Regions from separate parts of the Ovis aries genome. Here region 2 is linked to region 1. Evidence: chromatin contacts called from public Hi-C data. All regions are on one chromosome and are shown on one strand. The core of a region is the stretch at or near the end of the contact, and the rest is flanking DNA. Distances in the headings are between cores, read along the strand shown. Region 1 holds the start of ABCA10 (ATP binding cassette subfamily A member 10). Region 2 holds the start of LOC101115808 (ATP-binding cassette sub-family A member 9).

Region 1 (6,521 bases), core at 1,451-3,950:
GTTCCAGGCGGTTAGCGAGGCTTTAGCCATGAAGTGACCTGTGGGTCTCCGGCTTGAGTTTGGGGCGGGGCGGGGCGCTTTCCAGGGGCACCTCGGGTGCCCTCCAGAGCAAAGGTGCAGACCAGCGCTCAGGGCCGGAGAGAGGAGGCAGGGGAGATCAGAAAGAGGCCCAGAGAGGCAGCCTCCTGCCTGGGCCTGTCCCCTGGTGCTGCTGGGGGGCCAGCATGGAGAGCCCCAAATACGGTTGAGCAGTCGCGTCCAGCTCTTCCAGCCTCTGTGGACTGCTGGGTCCCTCTCTCCGCGGGATTTCCGAGGCAGGAATGCAGGAGTGGGTTACCTATTCCAGCGGCCCTTCCCCACCCAGGGACCCCACTTGCCTCTCTTTCCTCTCCCGCCGTGACCGCGGGTTCTTGACCACCACTCGTGGCACCTGGGAAGCCCAGGGGCGTATATTGCAAAAAACTGTAACCTCAAAAGACGCATGCACCCTGCGTTCATTGCAGCTGTGTTTACAGTGCTCGTCACAGCTGTAATCATCAAGAGCCGGAAAACCGAACCGCCATCAACAAATGGCTGAGGAAGACATGAAACATGCCTGTACCTATACACGTGTGTGTGACGGGTGGGGGGGAGATATTACTCAGCCATAAATGAGAATGCAATATTGCCATTTGCAGTAACATAGATGAACCCGGAGATAATTATACTTGGTGAAGTAAGTCAGAGAAAGACAAATATTACATGATGTCCCTTGCATGTGGAATCTGAAAAATGATTCCCATGAATCCATATACAAAACAGAAACACTCGCAGAGATAGAAAACCTGTGTGTATCAAATGGGAGCGAGAACGGGGGAGGGATAAGTCAGGAGTGTGGGGTAAAGGATGCACACCACTGTATGTAAAATAAATAACAGCAGCAACCTACTGTATAGCTCAGGAACTCGAGTCAATGTCTTGTAATAACCTATAAGGTAAAAGAGTCTTAGAAAATAGAGATAATCGAATCCCATTGTTGTATCCCTGAAACTAGCATGATATTGTGAATCAACTATATTTCAATTTTAACAAGAAATATAGATCTGTAAGTGGGGTGATGAGGGCTGGGTTGACATCGCGCAGCGCAGTTACCCATAAACCCCGGTCTGGCGGATTTCAGAATTGTGACCCCATAGTAGAGCTGCACTGTTATCAAGGCACAGAAGCCGGACCAGGAAGAGTCGGAGCCTCTTACAGATGTCACCTGTCCGAGGCAAGCACCTATGCGTGACAGTTAGAAATGCGGGTCTCAGAACACCTAACCCTGTAACCGCTTCACTGCATCACATTGGAGACTACAGTCCTTAAAGTTACGGAGATGGGTGCGTTACCCTTTCAATGCAGGTTACTGAGAAAGCGTGTGTCTATTATGATACGATTTTAAGTTGTTTTTCCCATCCATTAAAATAAATATTGTCATCCATGCCTGGGATTGGAACCAGGTTAAATATTTGTTGTTTTCTAGTCCATGGACTTGTACTTCCAGCAAAGAACGAGTGGGGAAACAAGAGGAGTGTGGCTAACGACAGGAGGGGATCCAATGAAACTCAAATAAAATGTTTATTTCCATATTCTTTTTTTTTCTTTTAAATGTCGTTTGACTGTGCCAGATGTTAGTTGGGGCATGCAGGACCTAGTTCCCTGAGCAGGGATTGACTCCAGGCCTCCTGCGCTGGGAGTGTGGAATCTTAGCCAGTGGACCACCAGGCAAGTCCTTATTTCCATAATCTTAATGAAAATGGAAACAGCTCCAGTATTCTGAGTGCCCCACCCTCTCTCTGTCCTTCACTTTCCTGAGTGGTTATTGTGTACACATCCCCAAGAAATGTGCTGATTACAGTTAAAATTGTGAAAGATGGGTTTATTTACAATTCTGAGAATGTCCAGTATTTTTGCAGCTTAAAAAAATAACCATTCTGCCCATCTAGTCTAAATTATTTGAATTTACTAGGTTTTATTTGAACATCTGCAAATAATGTCACCTTTGAGTCTCCTGTTTCTAACCTATGAAATGTGTAAAAATATCCTACCCACCGCACAGGTTTGCTTTGAGTGTAAATTAAATAATTCATTGTAAACCCTTAGCATACTTTTTAGCAGCTTCCCAGGGGATGCAGTGGTAAAGAATCCACCTACCAGTGCAGGAGACCTAGGAGATAAGGGTTCAGTCCCTGGGTCAGGAAGATCCCCTGAAGGAGGAAATGGCAACCCACTCCAGTATTCTTGCCTGGAGAATCCCATGGACAGAGGAGCCTGGTGGGCTACACAGTCTGTGGGGTCGAAAAGAGTCAGACAGAACCAAGCGCGCTTGCATAAGACGCATACTTCCTGGCTCATAGGAGCCAAGCAGCCGCAAACACCACTTAGCTGCCTGCCGTGCGGGAAAGTCTTCGCTCACATTTTTCCTGTATAAGTTACTCTCGTTTCTGAGATCATTCTCACGGCCTCCGTTCAACTTCCCTTCTTTTAAATCTGTTCTCTTCTGTGTTGGCTCTCAAAGTTTTAATAATTCAGAGCTAATAGAGACTTACTCAGGCCTGGGTTTTTAAAAATCCCTTTTGGAATCTGATTGCTGTTTTGCCTGTGCCAGAAAGATACAGCAATAGCAAGCGCACGTGACAGCCTTGGGCACGGTCTGCGGCTGCAGCCTCCCTGTGGCACAGCTGGACGGGAGGAAAGACTCGAGAGGAAAGCAGCTTCCCAAGCAGAGGATGTGTCTGGCAGGCGCTTTCCACACAGACCACGGCCTGTTTGCAGAAGCCAGACTGAATGAAGACAGCTCTAAGGGAAGCTCTTGAAGGATTCTTTAAACTCTCCTGGACAGAAAGAAACCAGGGCATCAAAGGTGCCCTTCACTCTTACTTTCCTGACAGTAAGTTGAGTTTGTTTTTACCTTTCATTCCGCATAAGGTAATGAGGTACAAAGGGCAGAATCAATGGCAAGCGTCTTGATTGACATGGTTAAAATTATTATATAGTTGTGATATTTCTAAATTATTCTGTTCTGTGTGGTGGACCTGATGAGGAGTTTCATTTTCTCAACGCAGTCAAATGGTGGTGTAGCATGATAGCAAAGTGCAAGGCAGATCCAGAAACGTGTGCAAAGGGTGTTCTCTTTCTCTGTCGGGTCTGCGCTTGTCTGGTTGGCCATTTGAGACCCTGCAGAGTTTTGTTTCTTGGGACCGTGCACGAACAGGACAAGTTGCTTCTCCTCGTGGTTTTTTCTATGTTCTTTTCATGAAGATGAATGTTTTCCCTTAGAAACTTTCTCAAGTTAGAAGTTAGAGATTGTTTTGGCATTTGGTAGCTTTACCTTTTCCTTTCATCAAGAAAAGGAAACCCAGCAAGTTCTATAAATGCTGCAGTTTGTATGTAGCATCAGCATTTATTCGAGTGCATGCAAGTCACCAGAACCGTGATACCAAATGATCATCTCTGGCATTTTAAACTGAAAACAGAGGAGACCCCTCTGACACGCGTGGCGGTCTACACGCAGCAGCAGCGAGTCGCACTCGCTAGCCCAGGCTCCTGGTTTCCAGCTGTGTGTCCGACAGACTTAAGTCCTAAAGGGGGACCCGTGAGTTTCAAGAGTAGAAATGTGCCCTGGGTCCCTGAGAAGGCCTGTGCAGTGATTCCCCTTGGTTTCCTCTGTGTGTGAGTCGTATCCGACTCTGTGTGACCCCATGGACTGCAGCCCACCAGGCTCCTCTGCCACGGGATTCTCCAGGCAAGGACCCTGGAGTGGGCTGCCCTTTTCTCCTCTAGGGGATTACTCCCCACCTGGGGACTGTCTTCTGCGTTTGCAGGCAGATTCTTTACCACTCGCTCAGTCAGTCGGTTCAGTCGCTCAGTCGTGTCTGACTCTGTGGCCCCAGGGACCGTGCAGCACGCCAGGCCTCCCCGTCCATCTCCAGCTCCCAGAGTTTACTCAGACTCATGTCCATCGAGTCGGTGATGCTGTCCAACCGTCTCATCCTCTGTGTTTACCACTAGATGTCATCACATCAGCCTCCAAAAGCGTGCCTTTCAAAGTGCAGATCTCCAGTGGACAGAAAACCAGAGGAGGTTTTATTCCCGTTATGCATTTTTAAAAAGTACTAAGTCAAAGGCAAATGTGTTTTGGATTCTAAACTTTATTGTTGTTCAGTCACTAAATCATGTCCGACTCTCTGCGACCCCACAGACTATAGCACACCAGGCTTCCCTGTCCTTCACCATCTCCCAGAGTTTACTCAAACTCATGTCCACTGAGTCGGTGATTCCATCCAACCGTCTCATCCTCTGTCGCCCCCTTCTCCTCCTGCCTTCAATCTTTCCCAGCATCAGGGTCTTAACGTTGCTAACGTCTTATTCTCTGATTTAATTTATTTTTACTGGAGTACACTTGATTTGCAATGTTGTGTTAGTTATTTGCTTTAGATTGTTGCAAAGTCAGGATGTGGCAGGAAAATTTGCTTTTGGAACAAAAAGGAAAAGAGCTCCCACACCACAGCCCTTACCTTGTTCATAACCATCGAGCCTTCAGAGAAAGGTCAGCTGGCAGGACATTTTATATTCGTTACCACTTTATAATCTTTAAAAACACTGCATGTGTGTTAACAGTAATGTCAAATGAGGAATTCAGCCAGGGCTCCTGGGACTGTGTGTTCAGGAGCTTTGTTTTAACTGTTTGTTTGGGGGTTTTTTTGTCCTTTCTCTTGACTGGCTATTGCTCTGTAGTATTGATTTTCCCTTCTCTGTTGATGAACAGGACAAAATGATTAAAAAAGAGAGGAGCATGTGTCAACAGACTCGGGCCCTTCTGCACAAGAATTTTCTTAGAAAATGGAGAATGAAAAAAGAGAGCGTGTTGGTATGGTTCACAATATATATCTTTCCATATTTAGTGAATGAAAATCCGTCATTTCACATTATGCCATTTATATTGCCTTTTTATGATCACAAATTCTATGGGCTGGCTGATTTGGAGTTCCCAAGGTAATGTTTTGCAAATGTTGCGCAATAGGATAATATTTATGGCAAAAGACGCAGGCTCATATGTTTGCTCCTAAAAAGCAAAGTAGATAACTTTTTATTGAACATAACTAGCCATTCACCAAGTAAATAATCCACTTGAAACTTGTGGAATTATCCTGATTTACCCCAGGCCAACTTTAGTGTAAGAAAAAAGGTTGGGTGGGGGTGGAGAGCAAGTAGATTTTAAACAGGTGAACCATCACACTCTACTGGGGACGGTTTGACAAGATTCTGTGAATTGTTTTTGTTTCATTACGAAGTCCTGTCTGACTCTCTGCAACCCCGTGGCCTGTAGCCCGCCAGGCTCCTCTGTCCATGGGTTTCTCCAGGCAAGAAGACTGGGATGGGCTCCTATGGCCTCCTGCAGGGGATCTTCCCAACCCGGGGATCTAATGGGTCTCCTGCCTCCCCTGCACTGGCAGGCAAACTCTTTACCACTGAGCCACAGGGAGGCCCTTGTTAATTCATGGGACTGGGGAAATGGCTTCTGAGCAAAAATTTGGGAACTCTGGGGGATTTCTTTTGAAGATTATGCTTTTGCAAACTTGGAGTAGTTTCAGGGAGCCGGGTCCCTGCTTGTCAGCGTCTTCGCCCTCTGTTCAGTCTCTAGTATAAGGTCAAGGCCATCGAGGTGAGGATTTTGCTTATGTTCTCAAGAAACACACCCTGGAGCTGCTGTGGCTACACAGAAGCTATGTTCCGCTGAAAAATAGCAGTTCTTTTTTTGTCTGTTTTTTAATTTTTTATTTTTTATTGAAGTACACGGTCATCCTTAGCTTTTGAAGCATTCAGTTCTAATATTTTAGTTGCTGTATTGATAAAGGGTAACCTTTACAGTGATCGTCCAAGTCAATTTTTAAAAAGCTTACGGAATGTTTAAGACCTCAAGCTTAGGATGAATGGCCCGGTGAACTCACTTCCTGTCCAGCTCACCTACAGCCCAGGTGTGACACCTGTTAGCATCTGCTGGTGTGGCTGCCTCTCTTCACCTCCCTCAGCTCCTCTCTTAGCACGTATGACATGACCACTGAAGGCTTCCACTAGCGTCCACGAAAATCAAGGACAGGCTCCTTCGTAACCGCTAGCGCGCTTCACAGAGTTCACGGCAATTGCGTATAGTCATCTAATTCCATGTCGAAATTCAGTTTCCTAAAATTTCCTCTAAAATATCTCGTCAAACGTTTTTTTTGACTGTGCGGCCTCTGGGATCAAAGTGGGACCTAGCGCCTGGCCCCTGAGGAGACGCACGTGGCCTCAGCCACTGAGCCCCGGAGAGCTCCCTGGAATGTCTCTTAACGTTGGTTTGTTCAAACCAGGGAGCCGGTCACTGTCCTCCGGCTGAACGCCCGTGCTCTGCGTTCGCCTGGAGCCGCTTCAGGCTGTCGTTTACCTCATTCCTTTGCCGTCTACATTCCTTTTCTGATTTTTAACTTTTTTAATTAAAAACCTTTCATTCAAGCATAGTT
Region 2 (6,521 bases), core at 2,112-4,611, 130 kb after region 1:
TTGAATTGGCAGGCAGGTTCTTTATCTCTGAGCCACTTGGGAAGCGCAGGCAGGTCATGGAGAGAGGCTAAAAGATGCCCAAGAAATGGGCCTGCAGATAAGACTGGAGGACAGTAATATGTCATACAAAGGGTGTGGCGAGACAAAAAAGAAGTTCATAAAGCAGGACCAAGTGAAATATCCTTGTTATATTTTTAAGAAACAAGGAAATTTTGAGAGAGAATCTACCAAAACCCAAATGTAGGCTAGGTCAGGAAGGGTGAAGGGCGAGAGCAGCGAAGACTGGGAAAGAGCAGCGTCCCCGCCTCTGTCAGGCTTCTGGGCTGCTGCGTGCTCTCTTGGCAGTTCAGGGCTTTACACTTTGACCTGGTGCGGCTTTGAGGGCTGCACACAAGCCCCACGGCCCCAGGTACTCTGCACAAATCGCCAGGAGGGCGTCCAGGAGGATGCGTCAGCTCCAAAGGACAGCATCTGACTTCCGGCACCAGAGGATGCTGCTGCAAATCACGGGAGGCAAAGTCAAGGAGAGCTGTCAAACCAAGCACCTCCCGTGAGGCTCGCAGAGGGCTCACGGCACAGCATTGTCATTTGAGCTCCCAGGCTGAGGGTGGGGTTTAACCCAGGTTCTGTTGCTCGCCAGCTGTTTGATTTTGTGCAAGTTATTTGAGCTCAGGGACTCATTTTACTCATCTGTGAAATAGGAGTGATTATACGAATGCCTGGGCTTTCCAGTGAAGGGGATATGCTATGCATAGCCCTGTACTATAATTAACGAGGCTTCTTTGAAAAATAAGAATGACTTTCGCATCGCCCCCAGGCGAAGGGCTGGGAGCAGTAAAAAGTACATCATGGAAAGATCTTGAAAACAAGGTGTTGAGGTACTGATGTGACTGAAGGAAAACCCTTAGTGACTGTTCCCGTAACCAGAGCCTTGAGGGAGCTGCTGAGAAACGGCGTCACTAGCCCAAAAGCTGAACAGTCATGAAAGGCCTGCAGGTTTGACACTGAGGCCTGTGCCTTGTGTATCTTTATCCCCAATCTGAGATTGTAAAGAACAGATAGCTCTAGAGCATGAACAAGGAAGCAGAAGTTAACAATAGAAGACACGCGAGAACTGGGATCTGGGTTCTGCCTGCAAAAGACAGGAGAAGGGAATGGCAACCCACTCCAGTATTCTTGCCTGGAGAATCCCGTGAACGGAGAAGCCTGGTGGGCTGCAGTCCACGGGTCGCAAACAGTCGGACACGACTGAGCAACCTCACTCTCACGTTGCCTGCAAGTGGTCAGCCCCCTGGTCCCCACTTAATTTCTGAGTCTTCTTTTTCTTTATTCTTCTGCAGCACCGCTCCCTCGGGTTGGTTCGTTGTTGGGCTGATCCCGACATCCAGGTGGCTCAGAGGTTAGGAATCTGCCTGCCAATGCAGGAGACACAGCCCTGGGTTCCATCCACGGGTCAGGAAGATCCCCTGGAGGAGGACCTGGCAACCACTCCAGTGTTCTTGCCTGGAGAACACTGGAGAATCTCTCTGGAGAATCCCATGGACAGAGGAGCCTGGTGGGTTACAAGCCAAAGTGTCTCGAAAGAGCCAGACACAAATGAGCAGGCATGGTAATGCCCACCTCATGAGAGTCTTATGTTTATTCAGTGTGGCAATATTTCACTGTGCCTTGCACATAATAAATACCATATGTGATTGCTTCATAAGGGCATTCTGCTCCAAAATTAGCGCTATTCCACTTTTGAAATCCCAACAGGACAATTTTTTTTAATTGGGAAGCTGAAACTAAAGCTTATTTAGGAGAGTGCAGACATGACTTGATCAAGAAAATGTTGAAAAAGAGGATTCATGCGGGTGTGCTTGCTGTGTTATGACACTATAAAGATTGCCACATGGTCAGGGAAGAGGCCAGGGTGTTGAAAGGAAAGAATCCAGTCCAGAAGCCAGCTGGGGTCAGAAGACATAATCTCTCTCCTAGATACAAAGTTCAGCTGAAAACAAAATGTCCACGTTATATTCTCTGGCAGGTGTTATTGAGTATGATAATTTCGTATCTTCTGGAGGAGACAGCAGACGTACAGAAACAATCAGAGCCTGTCTTTGTTTGACAGTCGTAGGCCTTAGTGAGTTCAACCTGCCTCTATTTTGCTAGCCTAGCAATTTCTGGACTCATACAATTTGCAAGGGAACAAATATGAGAGAATGGGAGGTGAATGAGGACGATCTCACGCGATTACCACAGCCTGTAGGAAACGGATGAGTCTACTTGGTTTGAGAATTACCCGAACAGCATATGCCCTCAGGGGCGTTTTCAGAAAGTAGTTACAGTACAGGGGACCGTAACAGACCCCCGCAGCGAGCAGAGAGACGCTGGCCCCTACTCACCTTTCTTCTCCATGAATTATACTTTCATGAAGTTACAATTTCACGCAATTTCATGAGCAACTTTTTCACTTTTTTTTAGAATTGCCTCGTCTTTGATTTACCTGAAATGCCCAAAAAAAGATGGAATGGCAGCTCTTACCTGTTAAAAATGTTTCTTCAGTAAAATATGAAACCAATACACAGCAGGAACCAGCGGCTGCTAACGGAGAAAGTAGTCTGCCTTCTGGCACTTCTGCAGAAATAACAAGCTTGTCCACCTTGGGAGGGCAGGTGCTTTTAGGCGCTGTTGCTCTAAGGACCCTCCTGTTGCCCACTGCAAGAAGGGTGCTGCAGGTAGCTGGCATGCAACCCAACTCAGATGAAGATGAAAATTCAGTTCATTTTGTTCCCTTAAAAAAAATTACATTCTTCATCGCCATATTTCTATATCCAGATTTTAAGAACTAAATTTCAATGGAGACTTTCGAGTTGCTTTCTGGCCCGTTTCTGTATTTTTCTTTTTTTTTTTTTTTTCCGAATGGGTGCATGCGTGCTTCTCACAGGCATCCCCCGGGCTCAGCACAGAGTGTGTGTGTGTGTGTGTGTGTGTGTGTGAGCTGCTCAGTCGTGCCCAACTCTTTGAGACCCCATGGACAATAGCCCGCCTGGCTTCTCTGTCCATGGGATTCTCCCAAGAATACTGGAGTGGGTTGCCGTTCCCTTCTCCATGTCATTTTTTTTTCTTTTTTACTTGTTTCTGCTCTGTTCCAAACTGTTTCTTTACTTATGTTTCTTTAAAAGACTGTGTTGGGAGCCAGCTCTCCCATGAGGGCCTTTATGAAAAAGCTAATTGGAGAGACTAGCTTCTCTTTGAATCGATAGTACTTACGCTCGCTGTGTCCAGCCAGCCATCTGCAGCCGCAAACGCCCTGCTCAGGAGCTGGCAGGGAGACAGAGAAATGGAAAACTGCAAAGAAGTCACCATGTGATGTGAGCACAGAGTTTTTGGCAGTCTGGCTGAATTAAGACCATAATCCTTTTCGGAAATCATTCTACACGGAACTATTCACAATAAACATGAAATTAAAAGCGTGATGTAGTAGTGACCCAAAAGGAATGTGAATTGTTCTCCAGGACCCGCGGAGACCCGTGGATGAACTGTTTCTGGAGTCTTGCTCCAGCTTTCCTGAGAGTAAGTTAACCTCTGAAATCGTGGTTTTGCATATGAAAATATAACGTGTGACTTCAAACAGGGAATGCCAAACACTTGGATGAGAACTATTAGATGCAGGATGGTGTTAGCAAGTCATTCTGATTTTTCAAATTATCTGAGTATTTCATATTGTATTGCTAAATAACCATGTAGAGAACCAAGATTTATTTAAATTTTTACCCAATGACTAAAGCATGTTTGGACAAATAGCATGTTTTATCTAAGAGACTATTGGATAAGCTGAAAGGAATGTGACTTTATGTTGCCTCTTTACAAGAATGAGCTGTATTTCTCAAACTGTAAGAATTACTTATTCTTTTTTGTTCATTTTCAATTTTGTTGCCAGAGGCTTTACATGCATTGGGGTGATACATGATTTTCTGAGTATTAATTTTTTTTTTTAACCAGAGACCTAAGGTTCTGAGTATTTAAATGATTTAAATGGCTTCATCAAGAAATCTTAAGGCTATATTTTCATTGACTTTGTTTATCATCCTCAATTTTTGTGAAATTTATTGTGTAACATGTTTATTCTCTGAATACTGGGAATTCTGTCTGAATAGGAAATGACTGGCTTTTATAGCCAAGTTATTATTTCCAGATCACACGGGCTCCTATTCAGAGCAATTTAAGCTAAATAGATGTTTTGTGCAACTACAGTGAATGGTATTTTTATTTCCGATCAGGACATGCTGTGGAAAAAAAAAAAAAAATCAGCCTTAACAGTTAGAAACACCACAATCATGACTAGATCATGTTCATTATTCTTTAAAATATTCTCCAGCACACGCATCCATCCACAGCAAGAAAGCAGAGGAGACCCCAGCAGTGTGTTAACCCTTCTAGACACCACGGTCTCCGGGAGCTCTGGTTTCCTAACTGGAAATGTTTACTATCCGAGTTTCCTTTCTTGTTTGCCTCTGGGGCGTCTGCTGTTGCGGATCACGGGCTCCAGGGCCCTCGGGCTTCAGTGCTTGCGGCTTGCAGGCTTTAGACACAGGCTCAGACTCATGGGCTCAGTGGCTCTGCACGACCGGGATCTTCCCAGACCAGGGTGGCCCTTGCACTGCAAAGCAGGTTCGTAGCGACCGGGGCACCCGAGAAGCCCTGGAAGGATTCTGGTTCGGTTTCAGTCAGAGCCTCAGCTGCCGCAGTCTGCTCTGACGATGACGTTATCATCAGGAGCTCATCCACGCAGCTTCTAAACCCTTCCTTCCTGGACAGGTTCTAAACCTGAATCCATGCCCTCTTGTGTTCCTCCAACGAGGTACAGCCCAGACGGACTCTCCAGTCATCTTCTTTGTGTGCCCCGAGGCCCTCGTTCTGGACCGACCGACTGCAGGGCCTCTTCCGTCTTGTTCCCTGACTGCATGTGCTCAGACTCCTCTTTTGCTCCTGGTGTTAGGTTTCAATCGCTGCTATAAACAAATGGCCACACACTTAATGGCTTAACTCATAAAGAGCTGTATCACTGTACAGCTTGGAGGTAAGAAGTGGGAGCTGGGTGTCACTGGACCAGCAAGGCTGTGCTCCTTTCTGGAGGATGTATCATCACTGTACGGATACATACATACAATTTCTCCGTAGGAGAGAATTCCGTTTTCTTATCTTTCTTGGCTTCTAGACGCATCTGTGTCCCTGGCTCATGCCCTTCCTTCTCCATCTTGGAAGCAAACAACAGGTTGAGTCCTTGAAACAGCACTTTAGGGATTTCCCAGCTGGCGCAGTGGTAAACAATCCGCCTGCCAATGCAGGAGACGCAAGAGATGCGGGTTCGATCCCTGGGTGGGGAAGATCCCCTGGGGGAGGAAATGACAATCACTCCAGTATTCTAGCCTGGAAAATTCCATTGGCAGAGGAGCCTGGTGGGCTACAGTCTACGGGTCTGCAAAGAGTCGGACACGACAGAGTGACTGAGTACACTCACCGCATCGCTTCTCTGACCTCCTCTCTGCCTCCCTTTGCACGTCTAAGGCCCCTTGTGGTGACGCTGGGTCTGCCCTGATGATCCAAGCTTATCTCCCTGATTAGAAGTCAGCTGGCTACCAGCCTTACGACAGGCTGCTGCCTTTACCCTCCTGTGCCCCGGGTGCATCGCTTAGTAGCAAGGTCTCCAGAACTTGGCAACCTGGGTTAAATCCGTGGCCTTGTGGACCTGTTTGTGCCTCAGTTTCCTCATCTGTGGAATGGGGAGAATAATATCCCAAAGATCTATTGGAAGAGTGGAACTAATTTTAATAAAATACTTGGCACTACCTGGAACATAAAAATAGCATCATTAAATATAGTTAGTATTATTTCCTTCCCAATCTCTTATATTCAAACAACCTCCACCCGCTCATTGTTTCAGCTGAATGACTGAATGATTAGCGCAAACTAGGCTCCTGCCTGTTTGATCATTTATTTTCCTGAGTTTAAAACTCCCGTTTCATGTGCTACCTCCACGCCCATCCCTTTTCTAGGTGAATGAAAGATTCTTTAAATTCAATTGTTGTTGTTCAGTCGCTCAGTCGTGTCCCACTCTTTGCGACCCATGGACTGCAGCACACCAGGCCTCCCTGTCCTTCACTGTCTCCTGGAGCTTGCTCAAACTCATGTCCATTGAGTCGGCGATGCTACCCAACCATCTCATCATCTATCGTCCCCTTCTCCTCCCGCCCTCAGTTTTTCCCAGCTTCAGGGTCTTTTCCAGGGCGTCGGCTCTCTGCATCAGGTACTTTACAGCTTTCAAAAGTTTCACACATGTGAATTCGTATGACCCCATGACCACCCCTTCCCCTACCTAGCCTTGTGTCTCCCTCCCCTCTCCCGACTAGCAACCACTAGCTTGTTCTCTGTGTTTGAGAGTCTGTCTTTCTTGTTTTGTTCACTAGCTTGTAATATTTTTTAGATTCCACATATACGTGATGTCATACAGCACTGGTCTTTCTCTATCTGCCTTATTT

What was found. A called contact is a pair of places that touch in the nucleus more often than the background predicts.
Region 2: a contact with region 1 is called in a Hi-C map of tail adipose tissue, with 4 times the contacts expected there. The contact joins the promoter of LOC101115808 here to the promoter of ABCA10 in region 1. A contact is called at or near these places in 5 of 16 Hi-C or Micro-C datasets (hypothalamus, liver, omental adipose tissue and 1 more).

What each region holds. Positions count from the first base shown.
Region 1 is chr11:60,537,592-60,544,112 of ARS-UI_Ramb_v3.0, forward strand. It overlaps ABCA10 (ATP binding cassette subfamily A member 10), which reads left to right and starts at 2,701. Exons shown (of 38, transcript XM_060395068.1): 1 at 2,701-2,911; 2 at 4,790-4,891. The coding sequence starts at 4,796.
Region 2 is chr11:60,665,732-60,672,252 of ARS-UI_Ramb_v3.0, forward strand. LOC101115808 (ATP-binding cassette sub-family A member 9) reads left to right here and starts at 3,362. Exons shown (of 40, transcript XR_009595429.1): 1 at 3,362-3,555.